Regions from separate parts of the Zea mays genome. Here region 1 is linked to region 2. Evidence: chromatin contacts called from public Hi-C data. All regions are on one chromosome and are shown on one strand. Each heading gives the region's core, a stretch centred on a gene start, on an enhancer-like site or on the middle of the called end of the contact. The rest is flanking DNA. Distances are from core to core; before and after follow the strand shown.

The links. Hi-C and Micro-C count contacts between places; a contact is called where the count stands out from the background.
Region 1: a contact with region 2 is called in a Hi-C map of leaf, with 4 times the contacts expected there. The contact joins two enhancer-like sites.

What each region holds. Positions count from the first base shown.
Region 1 is chr4:135,221,155-135,223,854 of Zm-B73-REFERENCE-NAM-5.0, forward strand. It overlaps LOC103653707 (flavonoid 3'-monooxygenase CYP75B3), which reads right to left. Exons shown (of 2, transcript XM_008680536.4): 2 at 1,150-2,039. The coding sequence ends at 1,395. It overlaps LOC103653706 (zinc finger CCCH domain-containing protein 53), which reads right to left. Exons shown (of 13, transcript XM_035967329.1): 13 at 2,139-2,546. Among protein-coding and RNA genes, the nearest start is that of LOC103653706, 8.6 kb to the right of the region's middle. Within about 2 kb of position 1,412, at least 11 of the 20 cell types and tissues checked have an H3K27ac peak or open chromatin away from gene starts, as enhancers often do. A contact at or near this core is called in leaf, where this site is marked.
Region 2 is chr4:135,360,870-135,363,569 of Zm-B73-REFERENCE-NAM-5.0, forward strand. No RefSeq gene overlaps it. Among protein-coding and RNA genes, the nearest start is that of LOC103653708, 55 kb to the right of the region's middle. Within about 2 kb of position 1,407, at least 16 of the 20 cell types and tissues checked have an H3K27ac peak or open chromatin away from gene starts, as enhancers often do. A contact at or near this core is called in leaf, where this site is marked.

The sequences.
Region 1 (2,700 bases), core at 162-2,661, 140 kb before region 2:
GGTTCCCAAAAATCTTCATTGGTCTTCTCAGGTTAGTACACGTCTGACTTTTTAATTTGCGTTTATTATTCTCATTATGCACCCAAAGAAACATCCAACGATTTGTGATGATATTACATGGGCTCATCACACGTTTATGTGCATGAACCTGCGCTTGTGTTGCCAGCATGACTCACAAAAACATGTTTTTGTGCTTTTTAGTTTTTGTGACTAGAAGGCTGTAGTTCAGTGTACAACCGTACATGGCTTTCTTTTGATGGATGTAATATTTTTCATATTCTTTTGCATTTCAACTTTATTGTGATTTTCTGTTGCATGGCCTCTCAGTATAGAACTGTCGAACTATAATCCTTCCAAAATCATACTATTACCAAAAAGCTAAAAATGATATGTTTGATCCAGCAATGTTCTGTCTCCGTATTCCCTGTCATGGTGCACTCATTAAAACTGCAGCCCACTTTTACTTTTTACATCTGAAGAATATGATTAAGAATCTGGTTTTACTTGATTCTTGACTTGTAGATACATTTTTCTTTGTATGAGACCCCACAAACTGCGGCGACCCTGACCCGGCCACCACGCCGCCATACCCTCACAGTACTTGCATTTGTTTCATAGAAACAATCTACCGTTCCTCGCAAGATGGAAGTTTATTTTGTATTGTAAGGTTAACCTTCATTTATTTTTTTTAAATGGTGAAATTCTGGAATCAATAGTATGTGTTTGTTTGATTTGGAGTCATATGGATTATTTTTAGGCGTATTGTGTGTCTGGGGTTTGCGTTTTTTTGTTTAGTAGCATAGATGTAATTCTGTTATTTGGTGGGTCTCATCCTCCCTTTAGAGGAAAGCTTGTACTTCGGATATTCTTTTCTTTCTTATAAATACAAAGATTTACGACTCTATTGCAAGTTAGAGGTAAAAATAGTGTGTTTGTGCAAGCTCAAATCTTTTCTTATAACAGTATAACACACATTTGTATATAAGTTATTGTGGTATTATATGTTTCCGTTGCAACGCACGGGCACTCACCTAGTATCCTAATAATTTTTTTTGAAATAAACAGACAAACTTTGAACATAATTATCTCCCACTAGCCAAACACAATACACCACCCCAAACATTTGTAGTCCTTTAACTTACGCACTAAGATCCATGGATAACCACATGTTCTGAATTAACGATTTCCAGCTACAAATTTCTGGAGGCAGCCGCGGGGCGAGGGCGATGATGGCTGAGGCTGGGCATGGCCCACGGTGCGGATGTCCATATTGGACCCTTAATAGCAGAGATTAGAGTTTACACACATCAACAAGAGTGCCGAGTTGACAATTCCACGACCCATGCGTGCATGCGAGAAGGACGGGGATAGCCATCGAGAAGAGAATCCTTTTTCTACTGCGCTGCGTAGGCAGACGGCAGCAGTCTGGGCGCGGGCCGGACCATCAACGGCACGGCGCGCTGCAGGGTGAGCCCGTAGGCCTCCTCCATGTCCAGCTTTTCGGCGGTGACGCCATCGGCGAGATCCCATTCGAGCGCGTGCACCAGCGTGGCCGTCATGAGCGTGACCATGCGCAGGCCCCAGCTGAGGCCCGCGCAGATCCTCCGGCCGGCGCCGAACGGGATGAGCTCGAAGTCGCTGCCTTTGACGTCGACGCCCGCGTGCGAGCCGCCCGGGAGGAAGCGCGCGGGCCGGAACTGGAGCGGCTCGGGCCACGCCTCCGGGTCGCGGGCGATCGCCCACACGTTCACCAGCAGCGTGGTGCCGGCGGGGATGCGGAACCCGTCCACCTCGCACTCCTCGGCGGCGACGCGGGGCAGCGACAGCGGCGTGGACGGGTGCAGCCGGAACGTCTCCTTGATCACCGCCGTGAGGTACGTGAGGCGCGGGAGGTCCGACTCGGACACCAGGCGGTCGCGGCCGACGACGGCGTCGAGCTCCTGCTGCGCCTTCCTGAGCACGTCCGGATGCCGGATCAGCTCGGCCAGCGCCCACTCCACCGTGCTGGATGTCGTGTCCGTCCCAGCCGTGAAGAGGTTCTGTTTGTGTCCATATATATTACACTAGGTCTATGTCCGTGCGTTGCCACGGAAAACACATGAAATCGTTATATATGTGGTACCGCAAATCAAACAAAGTGAAAAACATGAAATATTTATACACACGATATTATAAATAAAACAACATATCATAGCAACAGTGAGAGATCCATCCATGCCACAAACGAGCATAGGAGAGAGCTGGAGTGTGCCTTTTCATCACCTTCTTGACACTGGCAGCAGCTACTAATAAACGACTACTAATTAACTACTACTACTATTATTTATGCCTACTACTCACTCACTTACTATCATATACTTATCATAGGCCTAAGAGCTAAAAAACAAACTGGACTTGTTTCTTCTCTGTTGTTGTCTTCACTGTCCCCTCCTTCTCCCACTCTGAAGAAGATTACACCTCTCCAAAGGTATTTCTTTTTTCTTTATCAAAGCTTCTCTATGCTCGGTTGATGGGGCCGGCCATCATGTAGCCATATTAGTAGTCCCCTGCGCACAACAGCCCGTTAACACACAGATTATGACCATCATGATTCAGGATCTATGCTGGCATATACATGCATCATGGTCATGGGAGCAGCAGCTAGCTTATTATTAATGGTTACAGCACTATCAGAAAGACAGGCACAAGGAAGGTTGTTGT
Region 2 (2,700 bases), core at 157-2,656:
GCGACCGCGACGGGCAGAGAGAAAGGAGCGCGCGTGAAAATGAAACCGCGCGCGGGGCTGGGTCCGCGTTAAAACTCCTTATCTCCGATGGCTATGGACGCGGTCGTCGGACGTAAGGTTATGTCCGACGGTTACGCTGACAGCCGTCGGACATAAGCTTCTATTTCCGAGAGCCTGAGGTGGCCGTCGGACATAACCTTACGTCCGACGGCTGCCTATGCAAAGTGATTGACATTGATACATTGTGATAAATTATTATTGTCATCGCGTGACTGTCGGAGATGACGTGACCGTCGGATGTTTGTTATTTTACTGTAGTGATTGACATTGATACATTGTGATAAATTATTATTGTCATCGCAAAGTGATTTACATGCTTTTGGATATAATGTGTTGGGGCGAAGGCGAAGACGCTACCCTTCGCTCGATGCCTTCGTCGCCTCGCTACACCAACGAAGACCACGCCCGAGCGGTCTCCCTTCGTCCTCTCCCTTGCAAGACGAAGGCAAGACTCCAACGAAGTCTGCTAGTCCCACGTCTTCATCGCGTCCGGAGGCTCATGTGGGATTCGGCCCACTTTAACTGGCCCCGCACGTATGAGCGTGTTATGGGCCTCATCTGTAATAGTCTTTCCTGTAATGACGATCTGTAACCTCCCCATGTGGGAATATTCTGGGGATAGTCCGGGTACCCAAGGGCATAAATGTCCTTACCAGAGGACAGTGGACCCTCGGGTATCTATAAATACACCCGTACAGTGCCCTTGAGAGGCTAGATCAACGGAGCTATTATCATTCCCCATTGAACCTTACAAACACTCCCTCCACTCACCCATTGGATCCACTTGCCCGAAAAAGCAAGTACCAACATAATGTATGTGTACGAATATATGATTTTGATTCATACATGTGTGTTAACATGTGTTTTGATATTATTGTAACATAATCGAGTGGTGTTGCATGGATTAACCCCGAGTCAAGCCGTGAACTTGTGCTCGTACACGGCTGTGTGTGTTCTTGACGTGCAGGTGATGATCGAGGTAAAGCATGCATGGTCGACGGCTGCGATGGAACTAGTTTTCGATACAAAGTTTATGGAGCAACCGAGGTACGAAAACTAGGTTCCGGGGCTAAGATCCTTATTCGGGGAAGCTGTGTGGGCCTTGTGTATCATGTTTGTGTACGTTGAAGACGTGCACGGAATAACGTATTTGAGATATATCGAAAATATCTTAAATGGATAAAGGAATTGGAAAATAAAATAAAAGAAGGGAAAATATAGCATGCACGTGCATGCACTTGGCTTGCGGCCTGGAAATTGGGCAATGGGGCATGCCGCATGCGTTAGCGTGTATGCGTGCGGCTCACGTGAGTATGCAGCTGTGCGTATGGCCGAGGTCGGTCTAATACAGGAGTGTGGTCGAGCGACCCACGGCAGAAATTTCAGATGTGTCCAAGTTGTTGAAGTCCGGAGACGAGATAGAATAGGCCGGCAGGCCCAAGCGGTTGCTCGGTGGGCGTGGTCATCTGGATCAGATGAGGGCCAGCTGGTCCATAAAAATCGAAGACCTGTCTTTCTATTTTTCAGAACAGAGAATGGGATTATAAAGATTTTAGACTCTAGGTTAGATTTATTGGTGAAATTGACGAGTTTTGGAGAGATCAAGGGAGAACTATCTGGTGCTTTGGAGGAGCACTTTGTGTGCAGAATCTTGGTGATATTATGCAAGATTAGTACGGTAATATTATTTATCTCTATTTGTTGACATTGCATTCTTGGTTTTGATTCTAGATTGAATCTTTGTTTTCAATTGTTCTTGATATTTTGATTCATCTAGATCATTACTAAGGCATCGAGGGTTATATAGCAAGTTTATGGATTAGAAAAGCACTATAATATAAATTTAACTTCGTCCTTACCGATCTAGTCGAAAAACTTAATATCATAGAACTATCCTATCAACCTAGCCAAGAAGCCAGATAATAGATCTAGGGGATCCATACAAAACTTCTTGCGGAGTGAGGATAAGATAGAGAATGGGGCATCTTTAATAGCTTTGAAAGGGTTTCTTCTAGCAAGTTTCGCTTCACGTTCTGCAATCTTAACTTGATCATTTTGTAGTGCTTCTGACCAAAACCTTCTGATAGACCAAAAATTAGACTAAGAAGAGTTGAAGATAAAAGAGACAAGTTTTGATATAAAGTAAGTTTTAATGGAGGAAAATAGACCATGTTTTTAAAGACTAACTGGACTTTCCATTTCTAACTAATCTAGCGACCTAGGTTATATGCCCATGTGTTCTCTAATGAAATTAAAAGATGGTTATTTGTTCATTATTTTTTGCTTGAAAATCCACTTAAGGCATATAACCTAGCTCTTCATAAATAGGTGTTTAATAATATAATTATGATCTTTTCACATAAAAATATGTTTAAGTTGTCTATTAGCTTTTCATAAAATTATTATTTAATATTGTGTTTCATAACTCATTAACCTTAGATATATTATATATCTTTTCTAAAAAGAATTAATAATGTTTAATAATGTGTTTTATAATGCTTCATAAATAAGTGTTTAATAAATGTGTTTTATAATCTTTTAGCCCATAGCCTTAGTTATTCTATATAACTTTTCTAAAAAAAGATTAAAATGGTTCACCAAACGTTCATAAAATTATAGCTAAGTTATTTTCACGCTTAT